Regions from separate parts of the Mus musculus genome. Here region 2 is linked to region 1. A link is a contact called in public ChIA-PET data. All regions are on one chromosome and are shown on one strand. Each heading gives the region's core, a stretch centred on a gene start, on an enhancer-like site or on the middle of the called end of the contact. The rest is flanking DNA. Distances are from core to core; before and after follow the strand shown. Region 1 overlaps Cdon (cell adhesion molecule-related/down-regulated by oncogenes). Region 2 holds the start of Pus3 (pseudouridine synthase 3).

The links. ChIA-PET counts read pairs in DNA pulled down with a chosen protein or histone mark.
Region 2: an RNA polymerase II ChIA-PET map of memory CD8 T cells shows a contact between it and region 1, with 27 read pairs. The contact joins the promoter of Pus3 here to the enhancer-like site in region 1. A contact is called at or near these places in 1 of 39 promoter capture datasets (macrophages), 1 of 484 Hi-C or Micro-C datasets (cerebral cortex), 3 of 115 datasets of contacts at active chromatin or transcription factors (effector CD8 T cells, embryonic stem cells and memory CD8 T cells) and 3 of 9 other capture datasets (adipose tissue, embryonic stem cells and pancreatic islet).

Annotation. Positions count from the first base shown.
Region 1 is chr9:35,493,056-35,500,006 of GRCm38.p6, forward strand. The region is part of intron 17 of Cdon (cell adhesion molecule-related/down-regulated by oncogenes); the gene reads left to right. Among named protein-coding and RNA genes, the nearest start is that of Gm1113, 22 kb to the right of the region's middle. Within about 2 kb of position 2,611, at least 46 of the 459 cell types and tissues checked have an H3K27ac peak or open chromatin away from gene starts, as enhancers often do. A contact at or near this core is called in effector CD8 T cells and memory CD8 T cells, where this site is marked.
Region 2 is chr9:35,553,434-35,559,858 of GRCm38.p6, forward strand. It overlaps Pus3 (pseudouridine synthase 3), which reads left to right and starts at 5,127. Exons shown (of 5, transcript NM_023292.5): 1 at 5,127-5,300; 2 at 5,870-6,084. It overlaps Ddx25 (DEAD box helicase 25), which reads right to left and starts at 5,037. Exons shown (of 12, transcript NM_013932.4): 1 at 4,905-5,037; 2 at 4,252-4,318; 3 at 3,949-3,996; 4 at 3,333-3,468; 5 at 1,084-1,176; 6 at 874-976. The coding sequence starts at 4,967.

The DNA of each region.
Region 1 (6,951 bases), core at 1,361-3,860:
GACACACTGAATAGCAGAAAGCTTTAATAGTATTTCCTATAGCAGATATTTGGATAAGAATCTTGATTTTTAAAAAATAAAAATAAAAAAAGCTGGGCCTAATAGTGTAAGCCTGTAATCCCAGCTACTTGGGAGTCTGAGGCTGGAAGTTCTATGTTCAAGGCCAGCATGGTGTGGGGGTGCGGACTCTAAGCTCTTTCATATACTTCTGTACATATCAATTCCAAAGGACTGTTGAAGTTGCATAAGAAATCTTAGTTCTTTTCCGTAATGATGATATTGAATTACATAGTTCTAAAAACCCATCCCACTGCTGAAATCCTTTAACTTGAAAGCTTAGTCCATAAGAAAGCTGAGGGTGGCTTGACATTTGGATCATATATTATCCAGAGGGGTTCAATCTGTAGCTTTTAAATGAAGGAAGAGTTAAGTGTTATCGCTGGGAGTTAGTGACGTCAGAAGGATCTAGCCAGTCATGCAGTCTAAAGCTCGTCCTTTCAAGGCAGGCAAGCTGAGCGGGCTGGAATGAAAGCAAGCCTGGGCTATGCACGGAGACCTGTCTCAGAAAACAAAGAACACATTGTTTTAGAAATTCTCAGAACAGAGCAGTAAATCATTGCTACTTTTTGTTATTGACTTACCATGTAAAGGCTTATATATTAGCAATTGCTGGCTGGCTATTTTGTGTACTAAGAGTATTTTAGTTCTGTGACACTCATTTTGAAAATGTTCATATATCAAAGCTGCAGCTTTGTTCAGAGCTGTCACAGGTCGTTAAGAAACGTGTGAAATAACTTGTAAACCTAGGTGTGGTGACTCTTGCGAGTAAATCCGTACTTGAGACTCTGAGATGATCAGATTGCCATGGGTCAACTTAAGTTACCTAGCAAGATCTTTTTTGGAAAAACCACAGGGAGGAAGTTCATGAAGCTGGCTCACATACTTGGTGGTAATCAGGTGGTTTAATGAAACAGTGGTAGGCAGAGGTTTTGTGTCTTGAGTTGTCCTTTGTGGTTCTTCTGGTAGTCACAGACCTCAGCTCTCCTTACAAATTAGAGTCTTGTAATTTGGTCTAAGAATAAGTAGTCCTGTGTTTTGTCACTGCTTCAACTTGTAATCTTGGGAAATGTACACGGGATCTCAGAGTTAGCATCCTCATCTGAACAGCGAAGGTGTGTTTCAAGTATTGGAAGACTGATCACAGTACAATATAAAATTTCATAAAATATCTTTATGATGAGATTCCGTCTCAGCATCCAAAATAGATCATGTTTCTTTAAGAGAACTTAAATGACCGCTGGCAGCTTCGGTTTGGCCATTTGTATGCACATCTGTGTAGAATCCGGTGGTTTTATTATAAATTGTAATTGTATTTCTTTGGTTTTGAGGTTAGTAACTTCCTGAATTTCAAGTTTGTTTCACTGCTATCTGGAAACAGGTGAATTCTCTTCAGCTGTGTTTTTCTCTAGCTTAATGTTCTTCCTGGATGAAGGAACACACATAGACACACAGAGAGACATATATACACATGCACACACATACAGATACACACAGGGACAGACAGATACACACACACAAACACACATGGAGTAGTATTAATGAGTAGCTACCATCCTCTCCCAGAAACTAGAATTCTTTAAATTCCCATTTCCAACGCTGTGATTGACATTGTGATTGAGAATGGATATCTGGTCTGTCAGCCTAACACTTCTGTGACAGACACCTAAGAGGAACAGTTTTAAAGAAGGAAAGGAGACAAGCCTTGCAGCACAGACCTGCGGCAGGAGGATTTTAAGTTTAAGCCTGCCTGAACTACAGAGTGAGTTCAAGGCCAGGTTGGACAATGTCATGATACTTTGTCTTAGAAATAAAAATTTAAAAAACCCCAAAGGGCTGGGGACAAAACTCAGTGGTGGGTCACTTGCCTGCTGTGTGCAAAGCTCTGAGTTAAATCCACAATAGCCCCGCAAAGTGGGGAAATGTATCTCCCGGCTCACAGTCTCAGGACAGTATTTCTGTCACTTGACACCATTGCTCCTGGGCTCTGATGGCCGCCGGAGGTCATGAGGGAGCTAAGCAGCTCATGCCATAGTGAACCAAGCCATCCAGATCCACTGAGGCTTAGTCAAAGACTGTAAGCAGCTGGACAGCTAGAACTATGCCTTCAAGAACACAGTAGGCACAGTGTAGAAGGTAAGTGAGAGGCATTGTGGGTATGAGATTTTATAAATAAGACACTGTGGAAGAAGCTGGGCAAAGGGTCACCTGGTGCAAGCATCTCACTAGGAGACAGCATAGGAGACAGAAAACTAGGACACAACATGCCCCTTGCCCTGCTGGTGCTGTTTGAGATGATTCGGGGGTTAGCCCTGGAATTTTCTTTGTTATTCCATGGGTGCCTAAGAACAGGGCAGGGCTTCCTTAGAATCTTTCTGTATCGTCTTGCCTGCCCTGTAATTTGCTCCTCCACTTCCTCTGTCTTCTCAGGTTTAAAACCCAAATTGTGTTTCTTAGAGTTAAGAAACCAATTGTTGTTCAGCCCTGATGAATCCCTTTTCTCATCGCTCTGTTTTAGCAGTAACTCAGGATACTGAGGTTAACTCTAATGACGGAAGTGGAGTACTGTTATGAAAAGACTGGGGACAGACAGGATGTGGTGACACACATCTTTAATCCCAGCACTCAGGACACAGAGGCAGGAGGGATCTCTGTGAGTTTGAAGCCAGTCTGGTCTGCAGAGTGAGTTCCAGGACAACCAGGACTATGTTGAGACAGCTAGACCCAAACAAACAAATGAACAAACAAGCAGCAATAACAACAAAAAAATCCTGAACAAGCAAGATGAACAGCATGTCCAGCAGTCTAGGGGGAATTGTTACCTCCCAGGGCAGCCTAGGGTATGTAAATGACTATCAGGCTTCCTGTGTTCTCTTCTCAGGGTTTTAGTAGCCTGTAGAAAGAGTCCTGTGTAATGCAGCCCTCCAGGGAGCCAGTCCCCTCCACTGAGAATGTAGTTGAGAAACCACTGTGCTGGTCAGCACCCCCTCCACTAAAGACATAATTGAGAAAACGTTGTGCTGTTTGACATTTCAAGAGTTAAACAGCTTGTAATCAAATAAATCAAATCCTTTCTGTCTTTCTCTTCTCCTCAATTCAGACAAAACAGTACAGTTCTGGATATGCAATCAAATGTGGTTTGTTAGCTGCTTGGCTAGTCTAATGGGAAGGAATTGACGTTAAATTGGGTCTATTTGCCATCAGTCTTGGTAATTTGTAAGAGAAGGTAGAGAAGACACTGATGAAATTCACAGATGAGTGAATGGAGGTCCCATCAGGAAAGAATGAGAGATTAACTTTAAGGGTCCTAGGGAGACTGGAAATGGGCAGGAAGTCAAAATCAGCGTGGAAAAATATCTATAGTTCATCTGGGAAAAGAAGTCCAGGCCGAATGGCTGGTAATCAAGAGAAAGAAAGCCACTGGGGGTGGTGCCTAGAAAATCAGATATTACAGATGGCTGCCAAGGTTTTGTGTAGTGATAATCCTAAATGTCTGTATGTTCTCGGTCTGTGAGTGCCCTTCCATGGCTCATGTCAGATGTGCTCAGATGAAAATGGGATGCAGAGATGAAGCGAGGATATTAAGTTATAATAGGAGTCTCCAGAGAGGGTTTGATGGACCCAGGTGGTTGTTAATTGTCTAGCATACTTAAACTTCTCCTCTGCACAGGCTATTTTTTCTTAACCCAATCCTTCTCTTATTTCTGATCACTTAGCAACTTCAGAACTAACTATTCATAGTGCCAACGGAAGAAAGCACAAAGTCCAAGGTTTGGCTTTTCTTTCACCTATGGTGATCTGTCTTCTTTGAGGAGATGGAGTTACAGGCAGTTGTGAGCCTTCTGATTTGATGCTGGGAATTATATAGCAGCAATGCTTTGTTTGGTTTTGGTTTGGAGTTTTATAAAATGTGTGTGTGTTTATGTTTATTTTTGGGGTTTTTTTTTCTTTTTTGTTGTTTTCTTGGTTTTTTGTTTTGTTTTAGCAGCAATGTTTATAATCTCTGATACATCTCTAACTGTTCAATACCATCATTTTTGGAAAGGTTATATGTCACACACACACACACACACACACACACACACACACCCAATTCACTTCTTATTTCTAACATAGAGACTGGGGCCTGTTATCATGGAGTATTGCTTTTGGTCTTTAAGTTATAAACTGTTTGTAGGCCTGTTTGCCTTGTTCATTAATGTAATCTATCATTTATTGTCTCTCAGAACTTACTGCCACCTTTTGTGAAAAGTAACTGATAAATTAATTTCTAAAGGAAAGTCCCACCGAGATGCTGGGCTCATCACAGAGTCCAACTGTGTAGACAGTGAGAAAGATCATGGTCATGGAGGAGGGTCATGAGGGTTCTGTTGTACAGAAATGTATCTGCTCCCACAATCAAGGAGTAGAACAGCCAATAAGAGAGCTAGCAGTGACCAGAGGAAACAGCGGAGATGAACTATGAGTTGTGTGAACTGCAAAGTGCATTCTAAAAATCTTAAGGAATGCGCTGTTCTTTCTTACTCTGTGGAGATTTGTTCTCTTAATTTACATATTCACCGATATTCTGGCTATTGCCTTAGAAACTGTCTGAGAGCATTATCAGCAACAGACTCGGTTCTTCATGCTGCCCCTGATCACATTCAGAAGAGGGCTCATATCCCTCTCTGGACCATGTGCTTTTATCTCCACATGCCCAGCCCGAGTCCAAGCTGTTTTTCTACTGACAAAGACATCTGGAAGTATACTAACAGGGAGGCCATGCAATTGCTTGCGTTTGGTTAGCTAAGTGGTTAATTGCAGATTCTGAGTTAAGATTCAATGTACTAGAAAATTTTAAATCATTGTGGTTTATCATGGTGAAATCTGGGTCATAGCTACTTTACAAATGTAAGTTATGTTACCACCCATCCTACTCTGACCTCTGATGTGGGAGAGGTACAGTTCAAAGGAGTGTCTACTCACCTGAAAAGTAGATACTAAAGAATACTTAACAGGAAGTTATACTTTCTCCTGCCAAGAATCTGTCATTTCTAAATGTCTTTAATATGTGCTCCTGGCACGTTAGCCTACATCAATGGACGTCTCCCTGTAGAAGCTGGCCCTTGCTCTTCTGTGCTGCTGGCCACCAGTCCTGTCCCGTGGATGTAACTTTGTGCCACTCTGAGAGATGTTCTTTAGAAATCATGATGTTGAAAAGCCCTTAGACTTCACTCAGAAATCCCATCGACAGCTTGCTTTAAATTAAAGAAGAGCACAAGACAAGAGAAACCAGAAGGAAGAAGAGGCCTCTCTCTGCCTGGTGAGTCCCCGGCATCTTGTTATTTCAGCATGATGAAATTCCTTCACAGTTGCTGTATGAGTTCATTTTATTTGTAATGTTTATATTTATAGGGACCTGCCTTGCTTTTTTTTTCTCCCCCCAGATCCTGGCAAGTATGCTCTTTATTTTACCCTCAGCTGAATTTCGATTCTTTTACATGAACTTTTCTTTCTGGTCCTTCTTTGTCCTCTGAGTTCAGGCTCCTAGCACCTTACATTACCGTCAGATTCCCAGAGAAAGGGAAGCAAGAGCTAGAAGTTCACTTTAGCACGTGTGGCATCATCGAGGTCCAGTGCCTGGCTGTGCTTCTGTGACATGGAGGACAGTCCTTGCTGACCTCCTAGAGATTGACATTTAAGCCAGCTAACACTAAAACCAACAGATGTTAGAAAAAGTATCTAGTCACAAGTCAGTGTTGAACAAGGATGAATAACTATCGTTGTGATACAAACAGCAAAAGTGTAAGTGTGCCAGGCCCTCGAGCTTTAATATCCATGTCTTACCTCACATTAGGTATGGATTGTGAGAACAGATGTGTACTAATGAGCCTCACGCTGTTCCGTAAGAACTTACTTGCTTGAGAAAAGGTATATACAAAAGCCCAATTTTTAATGCTAATCATTTTTTATTTACTTTACATTTTTAAGTCCTGCTGTGCATCGTTTACTATGTGTTTGGCACCAGGTATCATAACTTTAACCAGAGTCTGATATGTGTTAGAACTCACACAAGAAGCTGGCAAGATAGGCTCTGGGGCAAAGGTATTTGCCTGGCAACCCAAGTTTAGTTCCCAGAATCCATAAGGTGGAAAGAGAGAAACAACTCTAGCAAGTTGTCTTCTGATTTCCAGATGTGGGCACATGTGTGTGCACACAAACACAAAAACACACACAAACTCACATACACACAAAAGGAAGGAAGGAAGGAAGGAAGGAAGGAAGGAAGGAAGGAAGGAAGGAAGGAAGGAAGGAAGGAAGGAAGGGGAAAAGAAAGGAAAGGAAGGAAGGAAGGGGAAAAGAAAGGAAAGGAAGGAAGGAAAGAAGGAAGGAAGGAAGGAAGGAAGGAAGGAAGGAAGGAAGGAAGGAAGGAAGGAAGGGGAAAAGAAAGGAAAGGAAGGAAGGAAGGAAGGAAAGGAAGGAAGGGAGAAAGGAAGAGAGAAAGAAGGAAAGAAAATTAATTCATCCTACTTCCCATATAGTACAAATACTTTAGAATAGTTTAACTTATTTCTTCCTTTAATGATCTCTTTATGGTCTTTTTAAAAGTATGTTTTTGTTCTAAAATAGTTAAAATCCTCCAAGGCTTTATAATTGATGCTTATCAGCAGGCAATAGCAATTCTAAATTTCTACCCCACCCTCTGTAGCTACTTGTTCATGTCTACATTTTCTTTCTTCCGTCTGCTGTTACTCATTTTCCTTCAGCCTGGAGACCTTCACCTCCTCCGTATTGTCACTGTCTACCAGAAGTCAGATTCCCCTGAACTGATAAGATGGGTGGTTGTGAGTCACCACGTGGGTGCTGGGAGCTGAATTCAGGTCCTTTGCAAGAGCAATAAGCGCTTTCCATCCT
Region 2 (6,425 bases), core at 3,877-6,376, 63 kb after region 1:
AAGAGGCCACTACAAAAGCGCTAAAAATAGTTTCCACACATTTTCAGCACACATGGGCTCCAGCACGGCTCTCTCGAATAGTTTTGATCGACAGCACACTTTAAATATACATTTCAGTAGCCTTATCTGGAAAGTACACTTTTTGTGCTTGGTCTCTGCCATATGCATCTACAGTTTATGGGAGTCACCGGAAGCTTCTTGAGGAAGCCTTTTTTTTTCTTTTTCTTTTCTTTTTTTTTTTTTTTTTTGGCACATGTGGGAAATCAGCCTGTGAAAGAACTTGATGAGTGCCCTTTGTAGGGAACAGGGAACGAGTACCGGATTGTTTTTATGTAAAGAAATGAGGCCAGGAGAACGCTGAGCTGGGTGCCTTGACCAGCTACTCTGTGTGACTGCAGGAAGATACTCTTCTCCCCAAGAGGCTTTGAGAAAGGAGTGGGGTGCACTGGATGCCCTTCTTGCCCTACAACTAAGCAGCCATCCTCACTATACGCTTATTTATCCCAAACACAGCGCTGAAAATCTATGTGGCTTCTCTGAATCCATATACTGACCTTAGGAGCAAGAGCATTCACTCACTCACGCCTTTGGAGTGCTGTCTTTACAGAGAGGAAACTGACTCAGAGGTTTACTAACTTGCCCCTGACACTCAGCCAGGTGGGCAGTGGTGGCAAGGCTGGGATTGGAGGCAGCTAGACCCTGGCCAGTGCTGGGCACCACTATCCCATATCCTACCCAGAGCTCTAGGAGTTTATGAAGGAAGGCCGAGTCTACATTTCACTGCAGTAATCATATATCTGCAGAAGGACCAGGCATTGCTTAAACATGACTGCCATTGCAGTTACAATAATTTCCACCGCAGCCCTTCCTTACCTGTGGAAACAGTTCCAAGGCATTCACTCGGCTTAGCATTGCTAAGACAAAGGCAGCAGTTTTTCCTGTGCCGGACTGGCTCTGTGCTATGAGGTTCTGGGGACTGTGAAAAAAGAAGACAACCGGGCATAAACAGAATACAAGCTCCTGGGCATAAACAGAAGAAACCAAAACCAAGCGACTTGAAAGACCACTACCCTGTAAACTCACGGGTGTGCTAGCATCATGGGGAGGGCCATCTCTTGGATTTTGGATGGTCGGTTAAATCCCATTGCATAAATCCCTTTTAGTAATTCTTCTTTTCTATAAAACAGACAGACAGACCGACAGACCCGACAGACAGACAGATAAACAGAATTAATTCTCAAATTCGTCACAAACCCTCTGCTGGATGGTAGCCTCATTAATATGCATACAGAAATGCATACTTGAAAGGTGCACCTCTGAGGTGCCATTTGCAATTGAGCGTTGTTAGTTGTCTCAGCCACAGTGTTTGACACTTAGGGATTTATTTTAGCTCATGGTTTACGGAGGGGCAAAGTCCATTATGGAGGGGAGAGCGTGTTGGTGAGCATGTAAAGTTGCTGGTCTCATTGTGCCTGTGGTCAGAAAACAGAGATTGACTCTGCTCCGTTCAGCTGGCTTTCTCCTTTCCTGTGTTTTACTCAGACGAAGCCCCCAGCCCATGACAGTGCCAGCCCCATGCAGGACGTTCTTTCCTTCTCGCCTAAACCTCACTGCAAACACCTCAGACACATACCTGGGTGTGACCTGGGTCATTTCAAATCCAGTCAAGGCAATAAAGATTAACGTCCTATAAGCACTGGAAGTCATACTTAGAAATACATTATTTATACATCAACCCTACTCCCAACTATATACAGTCATGCCTCTAAGTTGGACTACTAAAATAATAAACTAGGCTAGAAGCCTGGGTCAAGGGAAGGAGTAAGGGGTGAAAGCCAAACGTTCTGTTAGATGGTTGGCGGGGGTTGGGGGGGGGGAGAGGATTCTTCTGATGAAAGGAACATATCCATTTACAGCAAGTGTTATTTTCCCACAAAACTGGGACACCAAGTGGCAGTTGTGGTTTAATTCCTTTTTATGAATGACAGAAATTTTCAGAAAAGAAAAGGATGATTGAGGCGACTCTTATGGTTTCTTTTTGACTCCATACCCTATAATCCCATATTGCTGATGCAGGAACTTTAAAATGCATTTTTCCTGTACTCCTCTGCAAAATGTCCGAATGCGCACAGCCCAAATGGGCTAGAACATTTACACCTTTCATGAGTCACTCATACATTTGGGTGTTCTTTTCTCATATTTTTCTTCTTCTTCCAATCAGGGTTTCTCTGTGTAGCCAGTCTGGCTGTCCTGAAACTGTCTCTGTAGACCAGGCTGGCCTTGAGCCCACAGAGATCACCTACTTTTGCCTTCCAAGTGTTGCAACCGAAGGAAAGCACCGCCATATGCCTGGCTACATTGGGTGTTCCTAATTTGCTATGTTATTTGTTGGATGACTGGCAACCCCGTCTTAATCACAGGCCTCTCTCTCACTTAGAAAGTGTCTGGGCACTGGGATGTTGGATCTTTTCCTTTATATAAGTTCCTATGCTACTATATCATTCTCTTGGAAACCAAATAGTGGGCGTTCCCGATTGAGAAGCTCGCAACAAAGGCCAAACAAGAATCAGAAATCCAATCCTCCATAATCAATGAAGACATCTTCCAGATTTATAAGCCATTTCTCTACTACAAAGCAAAAGTGTGTGCTAAGTAAGTATAAGTAACACTGAGTTACAGCCAAGCCCTGGGATGAGTGCCGCAGCGGCTGTCCACACTCACTCACAGGCTCATCATTCAAGCCAGTGGGCCTGAGGTATGGGCAAAAGGCTTGTCTAAAGTTGCCGTTTGGATAGTTGGCCAAGCTGCTACCTAGCCAGGTCCATTCTGCCTTCATACACGGCAGGCAACATAAGCCTGGTTTGGCCTCACATATCTGTGGCCTTTTGTTGTTGTTGTTAGAATATATTTTCTTCATGGCAATTTTAACCCTAGGGGATGAAAACTCATTTGAGAAAGTTACTCATTTTAATACCATTTGAAATAAAGTATGGTTAGAAAAGCAAAAGCTTATAACTTTTTAAGAAGTGCTAAGGGGATCATGCTCAGGCCATCAACGCCTGTGTCTGGATTCTGTCCTCGATTGGGTATCCCCAACTTCTGCAAGATTAAAATATTTTCTATCAAAAAGTGCTCAGGATACCTAGCCAACTTAGGTATCCGAGTATTCCCTGAGATATGTTTTAATTGCAATGTAAAACTATAGGATCTACTTTAATACGGCGTGCTAGGAAACGAAGGGGGGATGCTGATGGGTTTGGGTAACTAGCATGGTAGGCTGTTAATGTTTACTTGCATAAGCATCCACATACACTAAGAGCTAAGATACTCACAGCCGTAGCTCTTCAAAGGTTTTCACCGAGTAGAGTGGAGAGCTGGGATCCTTCTGTAAGACTTCCACTCGGTGGCTGGATTCTATTAAGGACTGACGGATTAGCTTGTTTAAGAGTGAATTGGCTGCCAAATCCACTAAAAAAAAAAAAAGGCAAAATCACAAGAGGACATCAAACCTCCCGGATGACAGCTAATTAACTGTTATCTCCTACTGAGCAACAGTACATATCAACCAACAGCAGCTTGTTCTCATCTTCCTGACAAAAGGAAGTCCGAGAAGGAATGCCACAGCACCGAGGATTCCCTCCTTTTACCAAGACCCAGTTTCTTATGCTCTGTTGTGCAAACCCTTGACCACGTGCAGACCGACATCTAATTGCAATATCTTCCTAGCCAAACCGAAAATTCTTAATCTACACCTTGCAGTTTTCATTTCAACGTAGTCTAAAGGAATGCACCCCCCTCCTAATTCAGTACTCCCCCCCCATAGTATTCATTCAAAAAGAAAACAAAGATAGTGCTTTCCCAAGGAAATTAATCCTTTTAGCACAGTCAAAGCGATGGTAAACCAAGCAGCAGAGCTAATAGGTACATTCAGTCGAGCTTGTCTCCTACCTACATCGTCTTCATCATCATCATCATCTTCCGTGTTAAGAGAGCCGTCTATGAGGGTAAAAGGGAAAATAAGAAGCATAAAGAAAAATGTTGAGTGGAAACATACAATGCATTCTCAGAACGTCTCACAGACGCTACAGTGTATGCAAACAGAGCCATCTCCTGCAAGAGTAAAGCGATGTGCCTGAGGAGGTGGAGGATTTTCAGTGGAGAGGAAGGAAGCCAAAGCTATTTCATGGCAGATACATGGGGAAAGCAAAGGTGTTAATTAAGCCAGTCTTGCTTTAGCCTAACAACACTCACCTATGTTTGGGACTGTGGTACTCCTAATACCACGAAGGTTCTTCCTGGGATGGACGAGATTTGAAAACTATTGAAAGGCACAAAATTCAACCAAGGTTAGGAAGCAGGACATCAAGCAAGAAGCATGGCGCTATCCTACAGCAAGGGGAGGGAAGACCACCTCAAACTGCTTCCTTTGCAATGTTAAGGGTTAATGATTTCATTATAAGAATCTGTGTAATTGTATGAATTCTCATATAATAGAATGGGGGCTTCCATAGTCTCTCTTTATAAGGGCTCTTAGTTTGAATATGGGCAGCATCTGGGTGATGGGTGGTTTACAACTACAAGGGGAAGGTGGCTATGAAGATGAGAAGCCTGCTAAATGGTCAAAACCAGGATAGGAGAAAACTCAGTACAGATAGGACTAGCAGCTGCGCACTCTCTCTGTATTTCCTGAGGGGGTCTCTGCCCTTTCAAATCAAAGGTCGGTCCTTTCTGGGAGTCTCCTTTTCTGTGGCCTTTCCAGCCCAGCCCCCCATCACTTGACACCCCCCATCACTTGACACCCCGCTCTAAACGCCGGCCGGGCGCTCCCCTTCCCAGGGGACTTCCCTCGGGAGTCCCTGTTCTAGCCCCCGCCCCTGGGCCCTCCCCTGCTCAGCGGCAGTTACGTGGCTGTTCAGCCGCTCGCTCTCCGCCGCCCCGGCGTCGCCTCCCCAAAGTAACGACGCCATAGCTGCGGTCTCCGCTCTCGCCCCTGGCACGTGCTGCCACCCCCGCGCGGGGCAGCGCCGGCTCGGCTCAGTGGCCAATGGTCAGGCTCCGGGACCGGCGTCCGCCTCGCGACCACCCGTGGCGCGGCGCAGTGCGCAGGCGCGGGCCCGGCGCGGGGCGGGCGGAGGGAGAGAGGTGCGGGGCGCAGCTGTGCGGGACACCCGCGAGCTTTCCGTTTGACCAGCCGGCCATCCGCACAGCAGAGAGAAAGTGGGCACGGAGGCGGTACACACACCGCGCTGCAGGCTCTCGTGCGGGTATCTCTCCCGACAGCCCCGCTTGGGCATCACCAGGTGTGAGGTTGCACAGTGGAGGGAGAGATGGGCTTGACCAGAGGTTCAGAAGGAAAACAGAACTCAAGTGCGGACATGTGTCCAGGATACCTGTGATGTGCCCACATACACGCATATTTTAATTTTTATTCTAAGGAGGGGTCTCCTTTTAAAGCAATCTGGACCACCACTATCTATATCTATGACATGTATTGCACAGCTCTGGGGTAGCTCTTTGGTCCAACCTTATGCTAAGTTTGGACCAAAGAACCAGGATTTTCAGTTTTCTGACTGGAATTTTAAGACTTGGGGCAACATTTCTATAATTGTCAAAAGCAGAAACTCAAAACTGGAGCCATGATCTCTCCGTGGTGCTGAAGCAGAATTCCTTGGCCCTGTTCTGTCGCAATCTTTCAGTGTTTTCAGGTCAAAGCATTTCCCTTTAACCCTTACATTTACATTCTAGTAGTAAATGTTTCGACTCTCAAGGTTAAATTTCTGTTAATTAAACGATGTTGGGACAGGATCTTCAATCTCTTAGTTTTCATATAGGATAGCCAGCATTTGAAAATCTTTTTTTCTCATTTTAGACCAGACTATATTTCTCGTATTGGCTTGCGGTAAAGAGGAAGCTGCATCAGAAACCTGCGCATGCGGTGGGCTTCGGCTAAAAGCCCACACCGTGCCTTCCGAACTACATTTCCCAGAACCGTCGGCGCACGCTTGGTGAAGCCGCGCATGCTTACTGAAGACGGAAAGCCATAGCTTCCGGCTAGCCGCATGGCCGCCTACTGAGGACCGGAAGGTGAGTTAAACTCTGAGTTGGGCATCTTTGAGTTCTAGAGAGGAATGAACAGATGGAGGCTGAACTGCTACCTTCTGCCCTGGTATTTAAGTGTTTAAGAAGGCCTTGGTGTATGAAATGGGACTTAGGACAACGCATATCGTGTCGTGCCTGGAACTTCTAGCAGCTAGGAAATCCCATCGGCGGGGCTTAGAGTCTGTAACTAGTTTAGAGGGCCTCTACTACATCAAAATTGCTCAAATATGAACAGTGGAAGCCCATTAATTATGCTATGGAAGGAAGGGGTGGCGGGAAACTTTGGGTTTTGTTTTACACAATTCTTTTCAGAGTTGATTAATGGT